Regions from separate parts of the Sus scrofa genome. Here all the other regions are linked to region 4. Evidence: chromatin contacts called from public HiChIP or PLAC-seq data. All regions are on one chromosome and are shown on one strand. Each heading gives the region's core, a stretch centred on a gene start, on an enhancer-like site or on the middle of the called end of the contact. The rest is flanking DNA. Distances are from core to core; before and after follow the strand shown.

Region 1 (4,869 bases), core at 439-2,938, 520 kb after region 4:
GAGACATTCGAGCTGCCTCCAAACAGCTGAAGGTTAATATCATGTAGGAGAAAAATTAGGTTTCTTCTACCTGGCTCCCTAAGTGGAGACAGATTTCAGCTTTATACACAGAAAACTTTTTTTTTTTTTTTTTTTTTAAAGAGATCAGATCATCAAGGAAAGATGCTATCTTCTAATGCAGGGAATTCCAGAGGGGTCCTGTCAGGGAATAGCTATTCACTCCCTGGGAGTCATCCAGGAAATTCTGCATCAGAAAAGGGCAGGATGATAAGCCCTTTCTTTCCAGGACACAGAGGCTGCAATGCAGGTAGCTGCACGGATGCAACCTTTTGTTGCAGGAACTCAAGGCCAGAACAGCCCTGGGAGGTGTAAAGCACACTGGAGCACACCAAATGGCACTTTCCTGCGAACTTGAACCTTCTACAACAAAAGAATGTCATGCCACTTGGGGCGGGGGTGCGAAGGGCCTTTAACTGCTGCAAAGGAAAACTTTCATAGTTTAGTGGATCATATTTTACAGGTTCCTGTGGACACAGGGGCCAAATGAAACTCAACCACGATCTCAGGCATCAAATTACACTTCACTTTTACCTTTTCCCCCTGTGATTCTGACATAAGTGATTAAAAATGAACCCAGACCTTTGACCTACCCATTTGGATTTGGGGTTGGGTTTTTTTTTTTTTTTTTTTTTTTCCTTTTTTCTATTCACCTGCAAACCTCCGCTGGTCCTTTTCTAGAGCCTTGGTCAACTGCTTTCAACAGCTAAACATTAAAGCCACCGGGTGAATAAACAGGAAGCTGGTGTTTAGGTGGGAGTTCCTAGGAATTTTATACCACTGACCACAGAGGCCAAGAGAGAAAGGAAATGGGAAAAACAGTGTAAATACCTGGGTGACTAATGACAGCACAGCTCAGCTGGCTTTTCTGAACACTTAACAGGAAGTCTCTTCCAGGGAAAACACCCTGAAAATTTTTAAGGACCCCGCGTGGCACCAAAAGGCCAGATCAGGGTGTTTGCACGAGGCTGGTGACGACGCAGAAAGACTGCCTATTTCTTCTAGACGCTGACTCTATTTGCATGCGTGGTGCACACGCTGGCTGAGCGCCTGGGCTCCAGGCCTGGGATTGCAAAGGATCGGAGGGCCACCCCCTTCCCGGTTCACACGGAGAGCGCCTAAGAGGATTTAGAATCAAGTGGGCACGTTTGCAAGCCTCGTTGTGAAGAGGCAGCTGGAGCGCGGCGGCCGGCCAGGCGCAGCCCCCCGCGCCCCGGGGCTGCATTGTCCTCCGAGGGGCCGCCGCCGGGGCTCCTTTGTGCGCGGGGCCGGCCCTCCCCGCCGGCCCGATCCCCTCGGGCCCCCTCTCCGCCCCCCCACGCAGACGGCTCCCTCCGGCCGCAGACCCGCCGGCTGCCGCGGTCCCCACGCGGAGGAGCGGGCAGGGCGGCGGGCGGGCCATCTGCACCGAGACTGACAGCGGCCCCGGAAGGTCAGCGCCCCCGCGATCGCCGCCTGAACAGCAGGCCACCCAGGCCTCCCAGCAACACAGGGACATCTGCTCCCCTTCATTTAGAGCCCGGGTTCCGATTTCACCAGAGCCCCCAGCTCCCCGCCGGCTCTGGGAGGGGGCCGGCAGGGGCCAAGCAGACGCGCCGCCCGTCCGCCCCCCACCAGTTCCCCAGATCTGGGGCCGAGCAGCTGAGTCCGGCGTGGCAGGGGCTGGGGGGGGGGTCGCCCACGTGACCCAAGTGACGTCGTGTAGTGCGGAGAAGCCAGGGCCGAGGGGGCGCGCGGGTGCATCCAGGGTCTGCGGGGGGATTGGACCGGACCCGGCCCTGCAAGGAGGAAGCTGGCAACCCGTGGCCCCCCCCTTCTCGGGACAGGCGGTTTGGAGGCTCTTGAACCTTTGCTGCGCAGAACCAGTGAATGCGCGGGAAAATTTGTTGCGAGAAGAGCGAGGAATCCAGCTTTACCTTTCTGCTGTTTTAAAGCCAGCAGACAAGGCCGGCATCGTCCCTGCACCGTAGACCTCCAGCCTTTTCTGTTTTCATCCAGAAGGATGAAAGAAAGACCTGCATTTCCGTTGAGTTTTCACCACTAGGTCTTCAGCTCCCTGAACACACACATTGCATCTTATTCATCATTTGCCTCCCCAGCCTCACACCAATGTTTGGACGCTAAATTAATGTGTGAAGGGGATGGGGGCTGGTTATTCCTGAGACCCTTGAGTGTAACTGCTGTCCTTTTTATTTGACAAAATCCATGACATCTGGAGAAGGAACTTGTGGATGCAGCGAGGTGTTGGTTCAGTGCTTTGCCTTCTCTTTCCTTCTTTCCTGCCCTTCTTCCCTTCATAGACATTTCATGGCCTGTGAACCAGATAGCAGTGGGTTAGACAGACTGGGAGGATAAAGAAACAGGACTCAAGGGGGGGCCAATTTGCCAGGGATGCTGTGTAGACGTAAACAGCTAACCAGGACTCTGGGTGATAAGAGCTGTTGACAGGAATTGAGGGTGGGGGGTCCTCAAAGCTACCTGTACAGGGGGAAGGCATCTAAGTAGAGGAAGCAGGGGCAGAAGCTCACCAGGAGAAGGTCCCTGCTGATGAGGGTGCCTCTGTTTGGATTCCCCCCAAATGGGTTTACCTCCTGTTCATTCTTTTTTTTGGGGGGGGGGGCACCCCACGGCATACGGAGTTCCCAGGCCAGGGATCAGATAGATCCGAGCCACAGTTGCAACCTATATCACAAGTGTGGCGGTGACAGATGCTTTATCCCACTGTGTGGGCCAGTGCTGAGACCTGAGTCCCAGCTCCAGAGATGCTGCAGATCCTGTTGTGCCCCAGTGGGAACTCCTCTCCTATTTATTCTTTAGGCCTCACATGAAGTATCACTTCTACGGTGATAAGATAAGGTCTTCCTATTTTATTTATTTATTTATTTTGTCTTTTGTCCTTTTTAGGGCCGCACCTGTGGCATATGGAGGTTCCCAGGGTAGGGGTAGAATAGGAGCTGTAGGCACCAGTCTATGCCACAGTCACACCAACGCCAGATCCTTAACCCACTGAGTGAGGCATGGATCGAACCCACAACCTCGTGGTTCCTAGTCAGATTCATTTCCTCTGTGCCATGACGGGAGCTCCCACATAAGGTCTTTCTATTCAGTGTTCCTGTAGCACCTGGCAGTTTTTTTTTTTTCTTCAATACTCATGACAGGTCCAATTGGGCAACATTCATCGTCCCTATTCCACTCTGAACTTCCAGAGGCAGAAACCACCTTTCTGTTCATGGACAGTCTCCACACTCAGCCCAGTGCCTGTCCCGTGGGGTTCCCTAAATATCTGGTGGCCTGATGAGTAATCAGACTTTCCTTAAGTTAATGCGAAACTGGTTCCTACAGTTTCTGTTTTGGATGTGAGGTCAGGCTGCGACCACTCCACTCCAGGTATCCCCCTTCCCCCCCACCGGGGGGAACCACCTGGAACAGAGTGGCCTTGATTCAGAATGTATTGTTTTGTGGTTTTTCTGCAGCTCGGTGATTTCAGAACTGTCTTCTGCAGAAACATGAGGCGTTAGATGCTCCTCAGAAAGGGACACCATCACGAAATATGTCTGAGGAAAGGAGTTGAGCCAAACAGGTTTCTGAACTGCAAGGATTTCACAGCCTTGGTTCACCTCGTGCAGGGTCCTCACCAGGAGCATCTAATAACACTTTGCAACCAGCGGGGGTGTGGATGAAATGAAATGGTGATTTTGCGGCACCATTTTCCCCACATCCTCCTGGGCCCCCGGAGGTGGAAGGACCAGCCACAGGGAGAGCTGAGCAGCAATAATTTGTGCCCATCTGGGCTCCTCTTTGCTACATCCTGTGACAGTTCCTTGTTTTTTGACGGTAAGGAGAGAATTATGATGTCAATGAAAGAGGCTGGCCTTGGTGGCTGGTGCTCTGTGACTTTGGAAGACTTCCTTAGCCTCTCTGTGCCTCAGGCACTTTATTTGTGATAAGAAATAAGAGTATTGAACTTACATGCTGTTGTTATAATTTTAAAAACTCTTGTATATACAGTTGACCCTTGAAAACCATGAGTTTAAACTACGAGGGCCCACTGAATTGCAAATTTTTTTTACAATAAATACAGTTAACTCGTGGTCATCAGTTGGTTGAGCCATGGATATGGAGGAACCACAGATAAAGAAGGCCCAGTGTAAAGCACACCCGGATTTTCCAGGAGGGTCAGGGCCCCAACCCCCTGGGTTGTTCACAGGTGACCTGTATTGAGAATTCTCATGATAGGCATACACTTGATTTAAATGCTAATAACTGATTAGTTAGACATTGAATATCCATCCAGCCTCTAATAGGCTAATGTAACTAGATAAGTTGCTAGTCAATAGAGCAGGTCACAGAGGACTAGGGCCTGAGAGGTGAGCTTTTCTCCACCTGCTGTCTTTGGAGTTCAAGTGATGCCTTCTGTCATCGTTGCTCTTCCAGCCAGCAGCATCATTGCTCTTTTTTAAAAAGTTTTTTAAATTTTTAACTTTTTTGAGATTAAAAAAAAAATCTGTAGGAGTTCTCATCTCGGCTCAGTGGTAACGAACCTGACTCGTACCCATGAGGACGCGGGTTCAACCCTGACCTCGCTCAGTCAGTTAAGGATACAGCATTGCTGTGAGCTGTGGTGTAGGTCAAAGACATGGCTCAAATCCTGCGTTGCTGTATTTGACCCCTAGCCTGGGAACTTCCATATGCCATGGGTGGGGCCCTAAAAAGACAAAAAAAAAATTGTAATTGAAGTATAGTTGATGTACAGTGTTATATTAGTTTCAGGTGTACAGCAAAGTGATTCATTTGTGTGTGTGTATATATATT
Region 2 (5,032 bases), core at 2,509-5,008, 590 kb after region 4:
AGGGGCCTTTCTCCAAGCTTATAAGTTTCAACAAATCCAACCTCTCTTGTTGATTTCACTCAATCATAAAGCAGTAGCTGCTTTCTGCAGTTGCTACCTCTGTGATCCCAAGTTCTCTTTTTTTTTTTTTTTTTTTTTTTTTTTTTTTTTTTGCCTTTTCTAGGGCCGCTCTCGCGGCATATGGAGGTTCCCAGGCTACGGGTCGAATCGGAGCTGTAGCCGCCGGCCTACACCAGAGCCACAGCAATGCAGACTTCAGCACAGCTCACAGCAACGCCGAATCCTTAACCCACTGAGCAAGGCCAGGGATCGAACCCGCAACCCCATGGTTCCCAGTCGGATTCCTTAACCACTGCGCCACAACGGGAACTCCTCTTTTTGTTTTTTTAAACTACCTTGTGAATTTGACATCTACTTAGTAAAGCTTTATATGAAATTCTCTCTGCCAAATTAGCTGGTGTGGTTTCTGCCTCTTGACTGACTCCTGATTGATAAAGTAGGTGTCCCTATGTATTTGCTGATTTTAATGGTGATACTTTAGCCATTCACATTTTAGCACACTGATTGCTGGGTTTTGGTTTTCGGTTGATTGTTGCTCCAGTTTATCAAATATGTTTCTTGTGTCTATTGACAGATGCATTTTTTTCTTTCTTGAAGATGTGATTAAACTAGATATTTTTCATAATGTTGAATTATCCTTGTATTTCTGGAATAAATAGCCAATAGTTAACACATTTTTAGCACTTATTACATATATTCCAGGAATGTTATATATATGAATTCACTTAATAAATCTACCTGATCATGACTCATAGTTATACTGCCAAATTTGAATTGCCAAATGTAAATATAATCTAAATATAGAACTTGTCAATATAGAACTTATAGCTGAAATTTATTTATATTATTTAATTTACTATTAATAATTTTATGTAATTTGAATTGCCCAATGTAAATATAATATATAGAATTTATAATGTAAATATAGAACTTATATTTATTGCTGAAATGTATCTATGTTTATTATTACATTATATATTACATTTATATTTACATATGTAAATATAGCACTTATAACTGAAATTGAACAAAACTTAGAGTTTTATATCTTTTACTATTATTATTACTTTTTTCCTACTATTTCATCACCTCTATTGACCTGAAAGATCCTTGAAAATCAGTGTCTTACTACACAGTCAGTATCTTGCAAGAGCATGTGATTGACGTTTGTTGAATGATTAAAAATGCTTAACAGATCTAAAGTAAGTCTATTTTTTGAAAATCAGCATTTATTCTGTAATACAAACTTTAATTTCACACACTTAAAAATATTTGCAAGATATCAAAATATGTAATGGCTAAATTTACTATTAATTAAACTAGATTTTCTGAGGATATGTATGCATTTCAGAACTCTGATAGGCTAAAAATTGTTGCTTCTCCTATCTCCTTAAATGTCTCTTCACAGAGTTTTTAAATTCTCCAACATTTAATTAGCAGCAATAATTACTTTTGCGTACTTTAGCGTTACTGCCTTTTGTTTTGTGAGGTAGATTATATCAAAATTATTTCTTTTTCCAGAAGATTAAAGACAAATTAGTGGAAGATATGCATCAAAGATTCTTAATGTATGAAACCATTTCCAACAAAATGCTTTTTATTTAAGTCAAAATTGGATTTCCATGGTTTGGGGCTTCAGGGCTTCTAAGAGCCTTGCTCCCACAGATTTAAGACTTGAACTAGACATCAAAGGTTATCATGTGGCTCATTCAAGGCAATAGCTGAAGGATTTGGCAACTGCTTTCTATGGTTTAGCTTTGCTTGAATCCTCCCCTTCAAAGCAGCTGTTACTCTGTCCTTGCGATTAAGGACAAGATGTTCTATTTGTATGTTTGTATGTTTTTTCAATTGTATTTTAAGGATCTTCTCTGTGCACGGGAAAATACTGGCAGACAGGTAAGTAAAATACATCCTTTGCTACCAAGGATTGTGCTATGTAAGGGGGAGACCACATGCTGACTCAAGTTTTCTATAGAAATAATATCGTGCGACAGATTCTTTTTTTCAATATCAAAACAGAAGGAAGAAAAAAACCTGTCACAAGGAGAGGAGTACAGGATGGAATCGGCACCCTGAGGGCTTTTTCCTCATTTGTTTTTTTCTGTTGTTTCAATTCTAGGTTCTGATATTTTTGTGGGTTGGGAGGAATGATTGGGCATTTAGGATCATGATCACAAAGGATTTTTTTTCGGTCATCCTCTCGCCATGGTCTAAAGCAGTAATGTAAACTCTGATAATGGAAATTATTTCACCACTGTTTTGCACCTTCGCTGCTATAACCCAAATTTTCATAATAAGGAGTGACTGATAGATATCCTTTTTACTGAAAAACAGTAGTTGTATAAACCTCAGGCTAAATTTGTTTGAGAAAATACTGTATTTTGCTGGATTATGTAGCCTGAAAGTGACCTAAAGTGCATTTTATTATCAGTTTATTTATCTTAGCCTATGTGGTTTCTGTGTGTGTGTGTGATACTCATGATTAATGGTGTCAAAACCCCACACAATTTTGAACACTACAAAAATAAAGAGGCAGTTTGATGATTATCATCTAATTTTAGAAGAAAATCATGGCACAGAATTGTCGTTTGCTTATATTAAGTATAGTCTCCATTACTACCTTGTATTTTCATCTTTCACTTTACCTCTGAATATAGATTCTTCTTTTCCTAAGTGTTCCTGAGCTATGATTTAAAGATAAGCAACTAAGAAATGCACGTAGTTTATAGGGTGTTAAGTGACAAGCAAGAGGATCTATTTCAGGAAATTAAAATGGCAACTTGAGGGATTTTACTTTTCTTTAAATTAGGTTTATTAAATACAAATTTTCTCATTTATATCAATTCCGTGATATTTCAAAACACTAGAAAGTTGTTAGTTTAAAACTTCACACAATTGATTTAAAGAAGAGATTTGTTTAAAGTTTTTCACCAACTCTCTAGAATGCCAGTCATAGTATAAAGTGCCAGACCCACTATCAATTTTGGGGAGGGGGGGCATGATCATAGAATGCAGAGGATCCTGGGGCTAAGGATCGAACCCATGCTACTACAGTGACAACACTGGCTCCATAACCCGCTGAGCCACTAGGGAACTCCAAGACTTATCTATTTTTAATATGGTGTCAGCAGCCCCTGTATTGTATGTCTTAAGAACTATTCAGTTTTCGGTACATTTCTTGATTGTTTTTTAAGGTTTTTTGTTTGATTTTTGTTGTTTCCTTTTTAAAATGTGGATGCTATTTTCATGGGGGAAAAATAATGCACAGACCAAAAGAAGAAAATTACATTGAGTCAATGTTAATGGAAATTGACTTCGGTTTTACAAAGGAACACTTTCGAGTTGTGAAGTTTTGAGTTTTGTCTTAGTTTCATCAAAATCTCTCAGATTTTTATGAACGCAATTGAAATCAGGAGATGATCCCAAAGGAGAGACTGGGGGGAGCGGTGAAAATAGACCATTTCAGTTGCACAGCAACATCTTTTCTGTTTTGAAAATAAATCTTTGCAGGTGTGTTTCCGATCTAGCTTTCTTGCTCAAGGAAGAATGTTTATCATTTTCTGAATTTACCAGCAATTGGTGTGCGCTGAGGGCTCATTTATTTCTTACAAAATGTCGCTAACTCACTCCTGTCCTCTTAAATTTAAAACAGCTGCTACCCACTGGCAGGATCTAAATCTTAACAGAGACAGAATTCCAGACTCCGTATGCCTGTATTACACTCTTGTTAATAACCATCTCTGTCTGTCAAGGTGACAGCGGGACAATGTGGGTCCTACACTCACATTTTCTCTGTCCCTGTGTAAAAAGCTAAAGCTTTTATTTTGTTAATAAAGACCTATGATTTAATTTAAAAAAACTCTTCTGATTATTGAAGCACTATAATTTGGTTTTGCTTGAAGCACTCTAACTTCCAATATTGTTTCCTTTCTCTGCAGTTATATTTTTAATATTATCTGGGAGTTAGGGTAGCTTATTTACTGAGAGAAAGTAGCAGAGGGATCCAAACTCAATGTTAAAAGGCAAGGCAAATTTGAGGAAAGAAACATAGTCTTTAAATTTTCAATTGTTTAGGATTTTATTTCCAGATTCCATTTTCATAATGTAGAATTTACAATCTCAACATTTATTTGGAAACAAGACAACAATTTCAACTTTTTCATGACCGCCTCACTGTTGAAAATAAGAGTTTTGACATAAGCTTCACCTGGATTCTCAGTCAAGGATACTCTTTTCATTTTTACCTTCTTTTGACCCGGTTGCCTTGCCCAAAAGCTATCATTTTGTTTTCCTTTCTCTTTGGTTTTCTTGCAGAACAACTGTTCAGTTTCTATAAAGATAAATTCATCTGTCTTGAAAAATGCTAAAGATTATTTTCATGCAGAAGATAAATCACTGGAAGAGACAGTAAAGAATTCAAAAGGTACTTCACGTTCTACCAGAGCGAAATCCAAATCTTTCTCCTCCGCAGTGAATTCATGGTTTCCTGGAAGATAAGATCTCATCCTGTTAAGGACTTCGTCTTAGAAAAGAAGAGAACATAATCTCTCAGGGGAACTGCAGGATCATAATTCCTAAAATCAAATATATCAATAAACACAGCTCTTACTTTAAAATAGTCAACCAAGTCTCCAGAACTTAGAGTGTAAAAAGTTGATGTCAAATTGTAATATCCTATAATAACATCAGTCTGTAAAAGAGAACAAATGATTGTTTAATTAGTTTAAAGTTTTATTCTCATAAATAAAATCCAAATGCTTGGTCATCATTCATATATTGTGAATGCCTTTTCTTAGTGATGAGACTTAACTTTGAAACTAATGTGCTGCTTTCCTGTGTGAGAAAGAAAGATAAAAAAATAAGCCTCTTGGGAATGGGAAGAAAATTTCCAGTCTCTCACCAGCCAATCTAATTTTTAATCATCTCTCTCTCTCTCTTTCTCTCCTCCTCCCTCCCTTGTTCTCTCTCTTGC
Region 3 (4,764 bases), core at 1,944-4,443, 880 kb after region 4:
ACAAGCATTTCTTTTGCCTCCTAAAATCACCAATGACTGGAGCAAAAGACAGATTTGGTCCAGCTGGTCATGCTTAACTGGGGGTCACTTGCTTTCCTAGGGTGAACCACCACCACTTCGGGTATGTGTGTGTGTGTATACAAGTTCAGATCATTGTCAGCGTGGTGCAGCGGTCTGGCCGCAATGCTGGGCACAGCATCCCACGATGCTCCTGTGGGCTTTCTTGTTCTAGGTCAATTTTCTGTTTGCTTCTTCACCCAGAGATCTTCCTGCTCACAGCAACTGGACAGGTTTCTGAGTCAACGTGGGAGTCTCTGAATGAGTCAGGGAGTGGGGTGGAGCCCTGAGGGAGAAAGGTCTGGAAATTAGGGCAAAATCAGAAGGCCTGTATCTTACAGCCCCTGGGGCCGGTCGCCAGGTTCTCTCCAAAGTGGCACGCAGCCTGGGACCTCCCCCCAGACCCCTGCCTCCCCTGCCTGCCCTGTGTGACCCACCCCCACCAGCCGGAGCTTCTGGCACCTTCCTGAACACACAGGAGGTTGATAGTCTACCAGGTGGACGGCAGTAGGCACCAGGCAGGCCATGCAGAGTAAAAATAGACCAGTGACCCCCCCCCCCCCCCCCGCAACACACACGGGTTGTTTTCTCCGGTGTCTCCCTGGCCGGATTTCCTGGGGAGTGGGAGTGTGAAAGCCCTGAGCATTTGTCACTTGCCTCAGGAAATCCTGGCTCCCCAGATGGCAGGGAGGACAAGCACCTCTGCAACGTCCGCCTCGGAGCTGGAGCCGGGCAGAGGCTCGTCAGAGGCCGGGGCTTGTCGTCCGGGGGTGGGGGGTGCTGGGGGGAGGGGCAGCGGCCTCTGGGGCCACTGGCCCATCTTAGGGGACGTGGTCAGCCATCACTTCAGAGCAGAGGGTGGCTCAGGGCCACTGACCAGCCTGGTGGGCGCTGGGTCTGCAGGTGCCACACGGCCCACCTGTTCCTCACCGCCTTCCTGTGATCCTTGCCCGCGTTTGCATCCCAACCTTCTTTCTCCCCCAGCCCGGCTCGTCTGTGGCCATCGATGCCAGGCCACTTGTCAGGACTCTGTGGGAGCCAGGGGAGGCCCTCCTGGGGGTCACGGGTGTGTGTGTGTGTGGGGGGGGGCTGTTGTTCTAGATGGATCTTCCCACACTGGCTGGGCGTGTGGGTCCCTTCGGCCCCACCCCCATGGGGACCAGCATTGCTGGGCCCCTGGAGCCTAACTCCTCCTGGGTCCCAACTCTGCTGACAGCTCCCTGGGGCCTGTATTCTATCCCCTTCCCCACCACAGGCCCCTCTCTTCTCCTGCCCCTCGTGGTCCCCTCTGGGCCTCTGGCTCTTATTCCCTCAGTGGCCACCCCTCCCATGGTCTTCCCTCTGTACAGTGGGACGTGAGCATGGCCTTGTCTGATGTAGGTCCTCGTTTGATGACAAGAGACCCTCACCTCAAATGCCCCCTTTATTGAATTCCCAGACACGTCAGTCCCAGACTCTGTCCCCGGGACCATGCTCCTCACCAGCGCTTTGTCAAACTACCCGCCTCCATGGGTCTAAACTAGGGGTGATGTGACCCCCTCAGGGGACAGCTGGCGACGTCTGGAGACCTTTTGGGTGCTTACAAGCGGGACAGTGCTGCTGGCCTGTTGGGTGGAGGCCAGGGCTGCTGCTGCTGAACCTCCCCGAATGCACATGGTGCCACCCCCCCCACCACCCCAGCAGAGGAGTATCTGACCCCAAATATCAGGAGTGACAAATAGTGAGAAGCCTGCCTTGAGTCTCCTCACTGGGGGCAGGTGATCCTCACAAATTGCCCAGGAGGGTGTGTGAAGGCAGATGGAAACCTGGAGTTCCCGTCATGGCTCAGTGGTAATGAACCTGACTAGTATCCATGAGGATGCAGGTTCCATCCCTGGCCTCTCTCAGTGGTTAAAGATCTGGCATTGCTGTGAGCTGTGGTGAAGGTCACAGATGCAGCTGGATCTGGTGTTGCTGTGGCTGTGGTGTAAACTGGCAGCTGCAGCTCCAATTCAGCCCTTAGCCCTGGAACCTCTGTATGCCACAGGTGCACCCCAAAAAGACAAAAAACAAACAAAAAACAGTAACGTTTTTTACATTCTGCTCTCTGTGCCCTTTGGCCAGTATTTCCTTCTGTGACACAGGGATGGTGGGTGGTGACGGCCAGCATCCCATTGCTTGTCATGGAGGATGCCCTGGATCCTTGTGGAAACCCAGCTGCATAGGGACCAGCGTGGACTCTCCTTTTTGGAAGATTAAATGGATGCCTAGAGGCACCAGGGAGGAGGCCGAGGGTGCCCACTCGTGGTGGAACTGGAATTTGCAAGCTCACCTGCTCACCTGGTCGCATCCCCTCGAGACAGTGTTTGCGAGAGCATCTGAAGACAGGAACAACGCTGCGAAGGCGATTGTGGTTCCCTAGCTGTGGCCCACCTGTGCCCCTGCCTCCCCTATCACCACACTGGGCTTGCTGCTGAGACTCAGTAAATACCCATAGGTGACTTCAAGGTGAGTTACTCTGGTGACTCAGAGAGGCTGTTGTGTGGCCAAGGGTATCACTAGACCTTGGAAAGTTCTAGATGCTGGGAAGCGTCTTTGTGGCTCCAGGGGTGTCTGGGACCTCGTGAGTAATGTCCACTCACAGCTCACACCGGCCTGACTGCTGTGTCTGAGGACCTTTAGCCCCCTGTCACTTGACCACGTGCTGTACTGACTCATGCTGCTGGCGAATGGAGTCAGGAACCATGGCCCGGACCAGTTTGCCTTGTGACAGCAGCTCTGTGGATGCAGCACAGCTCTGTCCCCTGCAGCAATACCACGTTCTCGGTTGGGAAAGATTTCCATCACCAGGGAGTGCTTGCCAAGTTCCCTGTGGGGGCCACGTCTGGGAGCCCAGCCTCCCACCATCAACCAAACCACAGTCCACCATTGCCTTCCTGTATTTAGAAGTCATTGTGACTTGTCTTTCGTGGCCTGGCCAGCTTTGGGGAACAAAGTTACTCATGGCCATCATTCCTTCCTCTCTCTTTTTCCATCTGGGGAGTGAGAGATTAAATTTGCAGATGAAAATCTCTTTCTAAGGACCTCCTCTGAAAAGACTGTTGAGCTCAGCCATGGTTCCTCCTCCACGCTGGGCATTAATGCCCACGTGACCCATGACATTGACACAATGCTCAGCAACGCACAGGAAGCAGCATAACATTTCTGGTGGAAAAAACATCAGCCCAGGAAGATAACATATTGCCTGCTCTCCTGCAAATAAAACGGGGCTCTATCAGCTTCTCTGCCTATGAATGATGACCAATTTATCAAGTATACGCTGAGTAATGATTTGCCATATGGGGGCAGCAGCTCTTATGATAAAGTGTCTCTGCTCTAGCTGCATTATAATAAACACCATCCAATTTACGGCGTTAGGAAGCAGAAGCATTTCTCAGCCATGTGTCACCATTATCTAGAATGAGCCATAAAATCCGGGCTGTTCCGTATCCTCTGGCTGCAAACATCCAACGATTCATATTCTTGTAAGACTGTCTTGATCACCAGCCCAATTTAGAAATGAGTTGTTCAATATGATGATTAAATTCCAGAGCTGCAACTTGCCGTGGCCCCACACGATGGCCCAATGTGACAAACCGCAGACCACTTCTCAGGCGGAAGGAACTGGTGAAGGCACTGGGGACTTGGGGTGAATTTCAAATGAGGTTCCTTTACCTGAGGCGGATGCTGCCATCTTGCCTGGCCGAGCAGAGAAAGATGAGTCACTGACGTTTTCCTGCATCCAATACCATGGCTGTCCCCTGGGCCTGAGTCAGTCCACAGACCCTTCACCTTGACAGATGGCAGAGTCTCAGCCCTTCTTCCCTAGCTCGGGGAAGCCCTGCCAAGCTGGGGACATGGGGTGAGGCCTAGGAGATACAAAGCTTGGAGTGAACCCCTGCCACGTCCAAGGTCAGTGCTACCAACAACCGGGTGGAAAGAGTGACAAGTCACGGGGACATTATCACTGACTAATAGGTTATGTAATTTTCTTTTTTATTAAAGTATAGTTGATTTATAATATCGTGTCAATTTCTGCTATACAACAAAGTGACCCAGTCCTACATATGTATACATTCTTTTTCTTATCTTCCGCCATGGTCTACCCCAAAAGACTGGACATAGTTTGTGGTACAGTAGGACCTCATTGCTTATCCATTCTAAATGGAATACATAGGTTATTTTAAACACATGGGCAGTTCCCACTGTGGCTTAGCTGGCTAAGAGCCCGACTCGTGTCCATGAGGATGCATGTTTGATCCTTGGCCTCGCTCACTGTGTTAAGGGTCCGGCTTTGCCACAAGCTGCGTTGTAGGTCGCAGATGCGGCTCAGATCCAGCATTGCCATGGCTGTGGTGTAGGCCAGCAGCTGCAGCTCTGACTCGACTCCGAGCCCAGGTACATCCATGTGCCGCAGGTGTAGCCCTAAAAGGAAAATAAATAAATGATAAATAAATACATGGGCAGGGCTGCACTCAAAGCTGTCGTCCCTGCTGTGTCAGCAATATAGCCTGGTGTCATTATTTAGTTTGCAAACCCTAATTCATCCTTCAGTTCACATTTAAACCTGCCCTGCATGTCCTTGGTCATTTCAGAAGCGCTGTCTTTTGTGTGTCACGTAGGCTCCCCAGGATGGTGATGGATTCGGAAGATGAATCTCATTGGGTTCAACATGGCTCATGGCACGGA
Region 4 (4,393 bases), core at 1,068-3,567:
GAGGTTGCAGACACGTCTCAAGTCCTGCGTTGCTGTGGCTGTAGTGTAAGTGGCACCTGCAGCTCCGATTCTGATTTGACTGCTAGCCTGGGAACTTCCACATGCCGCAGGTATGGCCATAAAAAGAAAAAGGAAACAAACAAACAAACAACCCACCCCCAAACAAAAAAAAAAAAAAAAAACAAAGGGTGGTGGAGAAGGCCTTCTGCCTGGATCTTCAGACCAAAAGCCAAGAACCAGTGAGTGGGGCAGACCTGTCTGTCTTCTGATAGATGCCACAGAGGCTGGCTTGAGAATCCAACCTCAGGACTCAGGATTCCGCTGGGTTTTGAGGCTAGACGGGACACTGGCAGAACTCAGTTACTTTGCAGAGAGCAGCTAGCAGCTTAGACAAGAAAAGGAACCTGGTTTTCTCCAAGCTGTAGCAGAGCTCCCTTTTTCTGGGATGAATGACTCCCCTTTCTCCCCCATCCCTGACCCCCACATTTCTGTCAGCAAGCTGTGGTGGCTGAGCCCCATCTTCTTTACCCTTCTCAACCTCCTCTACCAATTCAACTTAGGGTCACTTGAATGTTGTATTAAAAAGACACCAGGCCTGGCACTGTGGGTTAAGGATCTGGCATTGTTGCAAATATGGTTTGGATCTGATCCCTGGCCCAGGAAACTCCATATGCTGCAGGGCGGCCAAAAAACAACAACAACAAAAAGGGAGTTCCCGCTGTGGCGCAGTGGGTGGATGATCTGGCTTGTCTCTGTGGAGGTGCCGGTTCAGTCCTTGGCTGGGTGCAGTGGGTTAAGAATCTGGTGCTGCTGCAGCTGCAGCGTAGGTTGCAGCTCTGGCTTGGATTTGATCCCTGGCCTGGGAACTTCCATATGCCACAGGTAGGGCTGAAAAAGAAAATAAAAACCAAAACCAATCAAAAAACTCCCAAAGAAACCAAATGGCTGTCCAGCCTTGGAGCCAGCACCAATTTGAACAGTATGGTCACAGTTTATAGTGTGACTGTACGACCCAGTTTGCCTGGAACCCTTTATCCTTGGGGTTTGGGCACAATTCCTAATAGTTTTCCTTGTCACTCTCATCAGTGTCCAGATTTATTCAATAAATGATAGGATCACTCTAACTTTTCATCTGTGACAAGATCCATTCTTTGGCTTATACTGACACCTGTAGGCTTGTGAAATGGCTTTGAAGAAAATGAACATGGAGAAGGCTTTCCCCATCCTCAGTCTCCAGGATTTCAGCTCACCTCCTGAATATACTGGGAACCTGAACTGTGGGGCATGTTCTAGAAAGAGGCCAAAGCAGGGAAACATTTCCACTTGAAGATGCTGTGTACCCTGCGGCCATGAGTTTCCAGGGTTCTAACATTTGGAGTAACGCTTTTTTTTTTTTTTTTTTTTTTTTTTTTGCTTCTTAGGGCTGTACCTGTGGCATATGGAAATTCCCAGGCTAGGGGGTGAATCGGAGCTGCAGCTGAAGCCTGTGCCACAGTCACAGCAACGTGAAATCTGCGCTGCATCTGTGACGTACACCACAGCTCACAGCAACATCAGATCCTTAACCCACTGAGCGAGGCCAGGGATCAAACCTGCATCGTCATGGATGCTAGTTGGGTTCGTTACTGCTGAGCCACAACCATCACTCTTGGAGTAATGTTTTGATCACTCCTGTTGTTGACAGGAATCAGCATCGGTTTCAGGTGTAAACAGGAGCCCACCTGGCTCTCTGAGCCATGACAGATGTTGCCTGGGTTGGGGGGCATGATGCTCAGGGCCGATGAGCCATGGGACTGTGGGCCTTCCCAGCTGGGGAGGCTTGGATGGAGAATTTAGGCAGGGCAGGGTCAAGGCCCCCAGGCTCATCTGTTGGAGATTAGGTGGTGACCCTGGTTCTCCTGGGACTAAGGAAACACCAACACTGGAGGGAGGTGTGAGCTGGGGTAGCCCAGGGCCTAATGTTCTCATCTCCTTCAGGTGCCATCAGACACCTGGATTCCAATCTGAACATCAAAAACAACACAAGACACTTAAAAAAGAATGAAATCCAGAGGTCACGAAGGCTCTGGGTGGACGAATTTGTGTGCTTGGCTGTCACAATGGTGGATTTGAGACAGATTAACGTGTGGGCTCCTGAGCCCAGCAGCAGCCCTGGGCCAGGGTGGATCGGTGGCTGGGGTGGGGGGGGACTCTTCCTGTCTTTCAGAGGGGCCCCTGTCCCTGCAGAGGCCACCCCCTCGTGCTGCCTCACGGCCCTGAGCCAAGGACTCTCCAGCCCAGAGAAGTGAAAATAGACGGTTGCCAAGATGAGAAAGGAGGCTTGAAAGCGTGTGGGCCCTACACGGTGGAGTAAATCAGGATGAGGAAGGGAAACACAGGATGTCTAACTTCCGGGTATTCTTGTAGGATTTTACTGGCGTTCTTGTGTTTGTCTCATTATCTTCAAGACGTTCAGGTTGGACATGTTCTATCCCTGGCAAGACAGAAACCTTGGACTTCGCCAGTTCTTTTCCAAAGGGCTTGCCCGGGATTCTTCCAGACTCTGTGAGAAAATCCCGACCGTGCCCCCTGACCTGCGTCTTGGGAATGTGGGGGCGGAGCGGGCTGCCTTCTGGCTGTCACTGGCTGAATGAACAGACCATAATGAGTCAATTCTCTGCCGTCTGCTATTTAAAACAACGGCTTCCTTCCTGTTTCCTACGCTGCTGACTGAAGCTTCTTCTGTGTTAGGGGGGGAAAAAAAAGAAACTCAGGGCGAAAGTGCGCCCTCGGAGACTGAATGAGCCATACATCTCGCCCGCAGTGGCACAAAAGCTCCTAAGTGTTTTATCTGTACAGATGGCTCTAATTTGGTGGCGCTGGCATGACTCTGTGAGCTAATTTCCCAAATACTTGGTTCATTAAAGTGGAAGAGAAAAAACAACCACCTTCTAAGCCAAGCGAGACTCCCCCCAAGAAACAGAAGTCCTGATTATTTAAGGGCAGGGTCGCTTTTGAGAAGGCAGGAGGGAGAGGGCAGACGTCCCTGGGCCCTGGGTGTTTGTCCCCCACCCCAGGGAAGTCCAGTCACCCCCTGGGAGTGAGCCTCCCCTCCCCACCCCATCCCTGAGGGACGAGTGTGGCCTCTGACAGTGGCCTGCAGTCTCCAGGATGCCAGGTGGGAGCCTAACTCTGGGCTTTTTCTCTGTTTCGCTGACCACGTGGAAGGCATGTTCGGCCAGCAAAGAGTTGAGTGGGGAGTTTAAGAGGCAAAGTAAGGAGGCAAAGCAGCTCCTGCTTTCCCGGGGGATGCTGCGCAGCTGCTGTTGGGGCTTATGGGCACAACTTGGTGGCTCTGGGGGTGACAAGGCAGCTTCCAGTGTGTTCAGAACACAGCATGGGGTATCCGACCTCGCCATCCTGCGGCAGGCACACTGGACCGCTGGACTGAACGCGGATGCCAGAGATGGGTGATCCCCACCCCCACTCAAAGAAGGTGTCATCTCCGCCGCCCCCCCCCCCCCCCCTTTAGGCAGGAACATAGAGAACTTATGAGGGTCTTCACTCTGCCCTGGAGGCGCTGTCCACAAAGGGAAAAGGACAGAAAACCTGTATAGGATGAGTTTAAGAAATGGGGAAAGTGTCGTCTCCCAAGCGCAGATACACTCTGTAAATAATCGCACATGTGAAGAAACCAGATGGGCGCCCTCCGCGCATGCGCACGTGCGGGCAGCATGCACGTGTGCACACGGGTGACCACCAAGGCTTTGAGGGTAGGCTGAAACCAGTTTGGGGAAACCCTGTTGGCCAAGAAAAGCCTAGAAAACTTTGTCAAATCTCAAAATATGTAAGAGGTGATTAGAGTGAAATAATCAGATATTTCCAAAGCACATGCTACATACTGTGTGGGGAAGGGCTGAGGGGGTGCTGATGAGGGGGTGGCCATGGGACTAGAGGCAAGATGGCCCTTACACTGAGGGAGGGACACATAGAGACACGTTTGGAGGCCCGGATGGAGCTTGAGCAGCTGAGGGTGGCAGGGAAGGCAGGAGTCAATGACCATCAGGCCCCCTGGGTGCTGAACATGGGGAGCAGCAGGGCCAGTGAGAGGAGGCAAGTTCAATGTCCTTGATTCGAGATTCGGCAGAGTCAGGCAACCTTGTAACCCTAGGGGATGGATGGACTGGGTGCCCGAGACAAGGAGTGTTCTTAGCAGTAAGGAGTGCTGGCCAGGAAGGAAGCAGAGACAATGGAGGAGACAGATGCTGGTGGTGGCGGGGGGATGAGGGGTGGGCACAGAGCCTGCCCAGGGGGGCACATGGCTCAGAGAAGTGGCACAGACCTCACAGCCATGGCCACAGGTCCCTCCTACCTCTGGGCTTGGTTTTGGAAATCTGGACTCAGGGGGCTGGTG

The links. HiChIP or PLAC-seq counts read pairs in DNA pulled down with a chosen protein or histone mark.
Region 1: a contact with region 4 is called in an H3K27ac HiChIP or PLAC-seq map of skeletal muscle, with 7 times the contacts expected there. The contact joins two enhancer-like sites. A contact is called at or near these places in 2 of 47 Hi-C or Micro-C datasets (embryonic fibroblasts and fetal skeletal muscle) and 1 of 2 datasets of contacts at active chromatin or transcription factors (skeletal muscle).
Region 2: an H3K27ac HiChIP or PLAC-seq map of skeletal muscle shows a contact between it and region 4. The contact joins two enhancer-like sites. A contact is called at or near these places in 6 of 47 Hi-C or Micro-C datasets (alveolar macrophages, embryonic fibroblasts, fetal skeletal muscle and 2 more) and 2 of 2 datasets of contacts at active chromatin or transcription factors (alveolar macrophages and skeletal muscle).
Region 3: an H3K27ac HiChIP or PLAC-seq map of alveolar macrophages shows a contact between it and region 4. The contact joins two enhancer-like sites. A contact is called at or near these places in 1 of 47 Hi-C or Micro-C datasets (embryonic fibroblasts) and 2 of 2 datasets of contacts at active chromatin or transcription factors (alveolar macrophages and skeletal muscle).

The regions. Positions count from the first base shown.
Region 1 is chr10:41,850,995-41,855,863 of Sscrofa11.1, reverse strand. All of the region lies in intron 3 of ZNF438 (zinc finger protein 438), which reads left to right. Among named protein-coding and RNA genes, the nearest start is that of ZEB1, 160 kb to the left of the region's middle. Within about 2 kb of position 1,688, at least 52 of the 83 cell types and tissues checked have an H3K27ac peak or open chromatin away from gene starts, as enhancers often do. A contact at or near this core is called in fetal skeletal muscle and skeletal muscle, where this site is marked.
Region 2 is chr10:41,784,342-41,789,373 of Sscrofa11.1, reverse strand. ZNF438 (zinc finger protein 438) reads left to right here. Exons shown (of 19, transcript XM_021064197.1): 8 at 4,375-4,483. Among named protein-coding and RNA genes, the nearest start is that of ZEB1, 230 kb to the left of the region's middle. Within about 2 kb of position 3,758, at least 4 of the 83 cell types and tissues checked have an H3K27ac peak or open chromatin away from gene starts, as enhancers often do. A contact at or near this core is called in fetal skeletal muscle and skeletal muscle, where this site is marked.
Region 3 is chr10:41,496,905-41,501,668 of Sscrofa11.1, reverse strand. No RefSeq gene overlaps it. Among named protein-coding and RNA genes, the nearest start is that of SVIL, 320 kb to the right of the region's middle. Within about 2 kb of position 3,193, at least 16 of the 83 cell types and tissues checked have an H3K27ac peak or open chromatin away from gene starts, as enhancers often do. A contact at or near this core is called in alveolar macrophages, where this site is marked.
Region 4 is chr10:42,371,760-42,376,152 of Sscrofa11.1, reverse strand. No RefSeq gene overlaps it. Among named protein-coding and RNA genes, the nearest start is that of ARHGAP12, 200 kb to the left of the region's middle. Within about 2 kb of position 2,317, at least 51 of the 83 cell types and tissues checked have an H3K27ac peak or open chromatin away from gene starts, as enhancers often do. A contact at or near this core is called in alveolar macrophages, fetal skeletal muscle and skeletal muscle, where this site is marked.